2 separate regions of the Oryctolagus cuniculus genome follow, and region 2 is linked to region 1. A link is a contact called in public Micro-C data. All regions are on one chromosome and are shown on one strand. Each heading gives the region's core, a stretch centred on a gene start, on an enhancer-like site or on the middle of the called end of the contact. The rest is flanking DNA. Distances are from core to core; before and after follow the strand shown.

What was found. Hi-C and Micro-C count contacts between places; a contact is called where the count stands out from the background.
Region 2: a Micro-C map of ear pinna shows a contact between it and region 1, with 4 times the contacts expected there. The contact joins the promoter of TIMP3 here to the enhancer-like site in region 1. A contact is called at or near these places in 5 of 6 Hi-C or Micro-C datasets (ear pinna, embryonic fibroblasts, psoas muscle and 2 more).

Annotation. Positions count from the first base shown.
Region 1 is chr11:110,433,058-110,437,105 of mOryCun1.1, forward strand. It overlaps SYN3 (synapsin III), which reads right to left. Exons shown (of 13, transcript NM_001171361.1): 9 at 3,377-3,479. Among named protein-coding and RNA genes, the nearest start is that of FBXO7, 46 kb to the left of the region's middle. Within about 2 kb of position 2,199, at least 4 of the 8 cell types and tissues checked have an H3K27ac peak or open chromatin away from gene starts, as enhancers often do. A contact at or near this core is called in ear pinna, where this site is marked.
Region 2 is chr11:110,655,900-110,659,947 of mOryCun1.1, forward strand. It overlaps TIMP3 (TIMP metallopeptidase inhibitor 3), which reads left to right and starts at 2,282. Exons shown (of 5, transcript NM_001195682.1): 1 at 2,282-2,402. The coding sequence starts at 2,282. All of the region lies in intron 5 of SYN3 (synapsin III), which reads right to left.

The DNA.
Region 1 (4,048 bases), core at 949-3,448:
TCGAGCCCCACCCAACCCGCTGTCTTGTCTCCCTTTTCCCGAGCTCTGGACTCACCAGGCTCCCCCACCTTAGGCAGGTCATTCCCCCCCACCCCAACACCTTAGCTGGCTCACTCTTATCCATCAGGGAACACCTTGCTAGCCCTTCCTCCAGGAAGCCCTCCCTGACTGCACAAGCTCTGACAACCTTGCACCTGTACTCCTGCTGGCCTCACTGGGGTTGCTGGGCTGGAGGACTCATTTCTGGAGCGCCGTCAGCTCCTGTGTACTGTCTCCATACAAGGCTGCGAGCTCCTTGCGGGCAGGGATGGGCCCTGTGTCCTGTGAACAGGTGCACCCTCCACAAATACCTGTTGCACGGAGGAAGCCCTGCTCCTAATGACAAGGAGGTTAACACAAGGTGCTGGATTTTATTGAGCACCTGCTACATGCCAGGCATGGTTCTAATCCCTCTTGCACAAATCTTGGAATAGCTCCTTGAGTCATATCCTTATGATGATGAGGAAACTGGGGTGGGGTGGGGGTCAAAGAGATGGCAAGTTCACAGACACATGGCTGGCCACCCACGGTCCTTCTGTCTCGCAGGCCAATGCTCACAAACACTGGAACAGCTCCTTGGGGTAGGAGCTGGGAGGAGGAGACCAGGGGCCCAGCTGAGGTTCTGCTGGGGCCTGCATGACACCCTGGGTGAGCCCTGTGCTCTGAAGGACTGTTTTTCTCTCAACTACAAAGTGACGGCTCCAGGCAGCTGCCAGGCCTCTTCTGATTGGGAGTTCTGGGGGGTCCCTGGGTCAAAAGCCCCCACAGGGGTTAGGAAGCTGAAGAGCAAGTTCAAGGATGTGAATACTGATGCCAGCCGGGCCGTGAAATTGAGCCCTTTGGGGACTGCGTGGGGATCCCGGTGCCCAGAACCCGGGATGGTCCCCGGGTCAATACCGGATCTGTGCCCAGCAGGCACCGTGTTCCGCCCCCTGCCTGCCGGCTCTCCCCCTGACCCTGCCCACGCCTTTCCGTTCTGGTCCCTGTCTCCCACATTCCCTGGGTGGAAACAGCCGCCGCAGGAACCTGAGGTCAGAGAATTTTGGAATCCCCGTGGTGGACATGGCCAAAGGAAGTGGACACTCGGGTCTCCTCAGGGAAGCATTTTTCCAGCGAGCAGTGTCACTGCCCGGACGGGCCGGAGAGGGGGGTGTTCAGGGTCCTCCCCTGTGTATTTCACCCTGAGGATCTGCATAAAACATTTCACACAAATTCCGTTCTCACCGCAGAGGTGGCCAGAGAAGCCAGGAGTTCTGGATCTTTCCAGTCTGTTTTTTTTTTTTCTTCTTACTGAGGAAAAATACCTTTTATATTCCTGGTCACAAGCTCCCTGACCCCACCCCAAACCCCAAAGCAAAGGAAACAAGTCTGTAATGTTTTGGAGAGAGAGGAAAAAAAAAATAGAGAAGCCACTGAAAACTCATCTTCTTTTTTTTTTCTGGAACATTTCTGACAAGTTGTTTTCTTATTTTTTGATGTGTAAGTTCACTCCTTTTACTTTCTTCTTCTTTCTATTTTACTTTTCAACATTTATTTATTTTATTCGAAAGGCGAATTACAGAGACAGAGGAAGAAACAGACGGAGAATCTTCCATCTGCTGGTTCACTCCCCACATGGCTACAATGGCTGGAGCTGGGGCCAGGCCGAAGCCAGGAGCTTCCTCCAGGTCTCCCATGTGGGTGCAGGGGCCCAAGGACTTGGACCATCTTCTACTGCTTTCCCAGGCCATAGCAGGGAACGGGATTGGAAGTGGAGCAGTAGGGTCTCGAACCGGCGCCCATATGGGATGCCGGCGCCAGAGGCAGCAGTTTAACCTGCTATGCGACAGCGCCCGCCCCTACTTCATTTTCTTACATGTGAGAGGCCTTTTGTGCCTGACCCTGTGAGTGCAGCAGGGAGCCTGGGGCCCTGTGTGCACACTTCTTTCTTCCTCCATGAGAGGGAGGGCAGAGGAGAATCAGAGAAGCAGAGAGAAGTCGAATGCGAGGAAGTTGGGCTCTCCTGGGGGACAGTGTCCCCGCTCTGAAATGGCAGCTCTGGCACACAGGGCCCCCGCTCTGATCACTGCCCAGTCCTGCTCACCAGCTTCGGGTCTGGCACCGGCGGCTCCGTCATGAAGAACTGAGTGCCAGTGTGTGCCAGAGCCACATCCATGCCTGGTGGCCCCCGAGGAGGTGCAGGGCCAGGCTAGGCCCAGGAGCTGCCTTACCCCAGGCAGGAGGGCCCTCATCCCACCCCCAGCCTAGCTCCCAGGGTCTCCCTAGGGAAGCAAATGTGTGCACCCACAACGGTGCACTGGCTCCTCCCACGGCCCCTCTGCCAAGGGGCTTTGGGGGAGGGGCAGTTTGAGGACCTGTGGCAGCCAGAGAAGCGATTCCTGGCCCTGGAAGGAGAGCAGGACCACCGGCAGGAGCTAGTGAGATGCAGGTCACCCGGGGGGGGGGGGGGTGTTTCGCAGCCTTTCTGGAGTGGGCGGAGGGGCTGTATCTGCCCCGGCGTCCCTCCCTCACCCCAAGGCAGCTTGGGCTTGGCTGGACTCCCACCCGCTGAGTCACCTGGTCCTGCTGCTCCGTGGTCCCCCCCCCTCCCCGGGGGAGCAGGGCAGACACGAGGGGCGGGAGGGCTGGCCAGCTCCTGCGGTCACCCAGCCATGTGCTTCCCATTAGCCGCCCACACCCCGGGAGGCACAGCCACAGGGCTCCCCCTGGCCAGCTGGGCCTTGTGTCAGCCCTGCCCCTCGGCTGTGGTTGGGAAAGTGAGTGAGCTGGAAGGGACTGGGGGTGTCAGCATGTGGGTGTGAGGGGCAGGGTGGAGCCATGAGACTATGGATTTGGGGGAGGCGTGGGCTACAGGTGGGAGATTCTGGTCCCTGTGCTAGTCCTGCTGCACTCTCTCGGCCAGATCCCCTGCCCTGCTCTGTTCCCCTGGGATCCTTCCACACCTGCCATGCCTTGTTTAATCACCCTTCTTCCTGCCACAGCTGTGTCCTCAGAGCCACGCCCCTGCCTACCCCAAGTCCATCCACGTTTGTTAACTGAACACAGGATGGAGTCTATGCACGGTGAGCAGGAAGTGTGCCCACTTTCCTCACGTGGACACTGAGGAGACGGACAAGGCCCAGAAGGGGGCAGGGTTTTGCTGACCCTTGGCCTGAGGCTCTCCCCCTACCCTTGGGAGTGGGGGGAAATTGCTCAAGGTCATGAACCAATGAGCTCTGGAGGGTCCCTTCAGGGCTACAACCCAAGTGGGAGGAGCAGGTGCGAGAGGGCGGAGGGGGAGAGGCCCGGGCTGGCTGTGGCAGCCGGGAGGCGTGGCCATGCCAGAGGGCACGCTCACCTCGATGATGTAATCCCGGCCGTCCTTGCTGTGGACCGCCTTGACGGCACAGATGTCCAGGCCACCGAACATCTCTGAGCAGCTGTCCACCCACAGCCTGTACCTGCGGGTGGGGAGGGACAGACTGTGAGCCCGACGGAGGGGGCAGGGCAGAGGGAGGCGGCAAGACAGCGCTGCAAGGGCATCCATGCCATGATGGAGGGAGCGAGGGACACACACACACACACACACACACACACGCACACACACACACACCGTGGAAGGGTCACCGAGGCCCGGCGGGAGACAGAGCCAGTGAAAGGGAGGCAAGGCCACAGCTGGACAGAGTGGGAGAGGAAGAACAGGAGTCCGGGGAGCTCAGAGACACCCATCCCGGCCTGCCTGCGGGGACCCTGCACGATCCACAGCGGTGGGGGTTGCTCTGCCCCCATCCGTGGCCATCCAGGCCACCCGGCCGCCCCTGGAGCCCTGTTCCCTTGGGAAAGCTGCTCGTAGGGCTCCAGAGATGGCTCCGGCCTCCCTCCCCGCCGCAGAGCCCCCAGCCAGACCGCAGCCTCTGGGGACAAAGGGAGCATTCTCCCGAGGCTGCCTGCGCAGGGGCAAGGGCAGGGGCAGGCCGGGGAGCCTGGCCGGCGGCTCCCGCCTGGCCCCGGGGGCCTGGCCCTCTGGTCC
Region 2 (4,048 bases), core at 1,032-3,531, 220 kb after region 1:
TCCTACCAAGTATGCCCTTATTCGGCTGGGTCCCTGCCTGGTTCCCGGGCTGCCCAGTGCTCTGGGCTCCGTGGGCTATTGGTGCTCAAGGCCTCTGGGTCCTGTTTTATTCCCAGAGGGCTCCAAAGCAGTGTGGCCACATATCCTGGCCCCAAAACACTTCCGGTAGGATCAGGGAAGTGGCACAAGCATAACCTCAAAAGTCAGTGAACTTGGTGCTGGTAAAACACAGCTGGGGACATCTCTCTGGCTCAGGCTGATCAGGATGCCAGTAGGGAGGGTCTCAAATGCTAGGTGGGAGACAGGACTGTAGGATCTGAAAGAGTAGCCACTCTTCCCTACATGTTGAAGCAGGGAGGGGGAAAGAGCGTAAGAAAAGCGTTTATGGAAATAGCATCTCCCATGAACTTTCCTGCCAAGCTCAGCTTTGCACTTCTTCCAGTTCTTATGTGTTCTTATTTCTCCCAGTTCTTATGTGTTTCAAAGTGTTAGGACGAGTATGGCCAAAACGTAGCACAGTGCTTGAAAAATCCCATGGTTGGTGGAATGTAAAGGTAAGTTTATTTAGGTGCCAATAAATTTGGAAACCCATGCAGAGCTGTGCCATACTTTGCCTTTTCAGTGCACTTTTTGAAGACCCTTGCGTGTAGTCTGGTTTTCAACAGGAGGAGACAGGACAGAAAGGAAAAGGTTGAAAGAAAGTGGAAGACCCCAGCTGCATAAGGGCATTTGCCCACGTGCATTATGGGAGCTGCTGAAGTCCAGGCTGATAACCATCTCTTCTAAGTAAGAGGAGTCAGTGGAAACTACCTGGTGGATTGACTTCCTCGCCGGTTGCCAAATCCTTCCACCTCTTGGTGCCGGTTTTCTTATGCTGAAAGAATGAATGACGCGGGTGCTTGCTTTTCCTATCAGAAAGATTCCCCGGAGATACCACCAGGTGAGGTATGGCGCCTCCCTTGGAACATTGCGAAGGGAAATCAAGCTGTTGTTGAACGATCGGGATCATAACTGGACTAATTATTTGCAGCCTTCCATGAGAGCTGGGGTCCAGTTTGGGATCGAGTGCACCCCAGAGTTCCTGGCTGAAGGTGGGAGACCCGTGCGCTCTGGGCAGGGTTCGGCACACAAGCTCAGGGCGTTGCGCAAACCTCTCTCGATACCTGCTGCCCTGGCCTGCAGCTTGCGCGGGGCTCAGCCTGCCTTAGCCCACTCCTCAGCACCCAGGTCGCCCCCCCCCCCCAGCCCTCCTCTTTCCGTCCCCCCCCCCCCCCCCGGTCTCTCCAACCCCTGACCCTGCTCTGTGCTCTGGCGTCACAGAACAAGATCGCGTGCGTTCAGGACGTCCACGGGAGCAAGGGCTTGGGCTTGCGTACTCCAGCGCCTGCAACAGCCTGTGTTGAATGAATTCACAACTCTGCCTTGTGCCCAGCCTGCCCGGGGAAGCCACTGCTATCGCAGCCAGCTAGCTCCAATCGGCAGCTGGCTCCCTCGCAGCCAGAACATGAGGGAGGGAGGCGTCGTCGGTCTGGGTATTTTTCGGAGACCCTGCTCTCGCCAGAGAAGGCGCGCGGGTAACAGCTCCCGCTACGTGCCCCAGCCGGCGCGCTCCAGGTCCGCCAGGACCCAGGCCCCCCTCCTCTGCCCTGCGTGGGTGGGTCGGGGTCGATTGTGGTGTGGGACGGACGTGGAGCGAGGGTCGGGCGAAAGTGGGCACGGGGCCGCCGCTGGGAGAGCCGGCGGCGGGCGCGGGTCCGGGGCGCGCCCAGCCCACCCACTCGCGTGCCCACAGCAGCATTATTCCCTATAAGGATCTGAACGGTCCGGGGGCGGCCCCGCCCCGCCGGCCCGCGCCCCCGGCCCCGCCCCCTTTTCGGAGGGCCGATGAGGTAATGCGGCTCTGCCATTGGTCGGAGGGGGCGGCCCCGTGCGCCCGGGGGAGGGTGTTCCCGGGGCGCCCGGGCTATATCTCCCGGCGGCCGGGGCAGCGGCGCAGAGTGGGCAGCGGGCAGGCGCGGGCGTTCGGTAGTTTCTGCTTCTCGGACTCCGGCTCCTCCTGCTCCTTCGGCTCCCGCTCCTTCGCTGGGAGAGCCCGCCCGCCTGCCTGTCCGCCTACCCGCGCAGTTTGTGCGCCAGCGCCTTGTCCCGCTGGGCACTCGGAGGCCAAAGTTGCCCCGCACGACTGAGCGGGAGAGCTCGGGCTGCGGCAGCCCCGCCGGCGGCGCGCACCGCAAGTTTGCAGAGGCGAGTGGCAGTCCCAGCGGCGGCAGCGGCAGCGGCGATGACTCTGTGGCTCGGCCTCGTGGTGCTCCTGGGCAGCTGGGGACTGGGGGACTGGGGCGCCGAGGCGTGCACATGCTCGCCTAGCCACCCCCAGGACGCCTTCTGCAACTCCGACATCGGTAAGCGCTCCGAGTGCGCTGCTGCCTGGGCTGCTGCGGGACTCCCGGTCTCCGCCCCAGGCACTGGGCGCAGGGGTGCAGGGGCGGGGTGGCGGGGCTCCGTGTCCTCGGGCGGAGGGAGCTCTGACGTGGCCGACACAGCACCCTTCGCCGGCCCTGAGGGTCTGAGGTCCCTCCTGGTCCGTTTGACAGCTGGGCCAAGTTCCCCACTCGGGATTGAAGGAAGAAGGGCTGGGGGAGAAGAGGAGGGAGAGGGTTCCTAAAACTTGGCCGCGCTAACTTACCCCCCCTGGGCTGTTGCGTGTCCTTGCTATTAATTTTTTTTAAAGTTGCCAGCCAAGTGCCAGACCCTGCACCCTGCAAGAACTCCAAAGTTGCAGGTGGAACTTGGAGGGTTCTGCTTTTGCCACCTCTCCTATCGATTCCCTTCTTCCCCCTGGGACCCAACCCAGCCGCAGGCTCCCCAAGCCAGTGGAAGCTGGGGCTCTGGGGCTGCCAAGTTTGGGCGGATATAGGTGGAAAAAGGAAGAGAGAGCTTGGCGGGGTGGGGGGTGGGGGGAGGTGATAGCAAGCTCGTGGTGGCTGTGAGGGCTCACTTACCAAATAGCTGTGAAAACTCGCAGGAAGGTTTTTTTTTTTTTTTCTGGAGTTGTGTGTGTGTGTGTGTGTGTGTGTGTGTGTGTGTGTGTGTAGATGACACCTGGTGAACAGATTTGCCACCAAAAGAACCAAGATGCCAAGGGTCACATTGTGGCAACAGTTCCAAACTGGACTTTGAGCCTGGCTTAGACCCTGCAGGAAGTGCAGCTCCTTCTCCCCAAAGACCTTGAGGGAGGGTGTCCTGGGAAAACTTGTCTGGGAGTGTGTGGGACACTTGGATCGGGATGGCCAGAGGTGGAGTGGCAGATGGAACGCGTCTCTCCCCTCCTCTGCGGCTCAGCAGGCGTGCGAACCGAGTGTCCCCGCTGCGTGCGTGCGTGCGTTGCGTGTGTGTGTGTGTGTGTGTGTGTGTGTGAAGTGCAGTCATACAGGGAAGCAAATCTTCTACTGGTGAGGGACCCTACACGTGTGTTGCGGGGAGGAGCCCCAGGTTGGGAGGGGCACTGCGGGTGAGTCAGGCGCAGCCTTGGAGAAGCTGGAGAGGGGGCCCCCGGTGCTTGGAGGTCGTTCGGGTTGGCAGCCAGGGGTGTTTGTGTGGTCTGTTTGGTCAAGGCTTCCTGGGGCCTGCCGCTGCACACCCTTCCTTCCCCTGGGAGAACCTGGCTGGACCCTGCTTCTGTGGGTTGCTCAGAAGGATTCTTGGGGCTGCTGCCCCTACCCGAATTCCTCGCTGCAGCTGGTGGCGTTTCCACCTGGTTCTTGTTGGGAGGTGGTGCTGTTACTGCTGAATTCTGGTTGAGCTCCGCACGGAGCGCACGCGGGGCCAGGAGGCTAGCAGGTGGTATCATGCGGGGCTGAATTTGAGCTGGGCCGGGGGTGCCAGCTAGGGGTTCTGATGTATGGGGAGAGGAAGAGCTCATCCCTCGTCCTGGCCCTTTGCTGTGGACGGGGTTGGGGGTGAGGGTGGCTCTCCCCTGCGAGTCCACCAGGACAAGGTGGAAGTAGGAGCAAGTGCACCCTGCTTCCAGCGGCTCGGTCCACTGCTG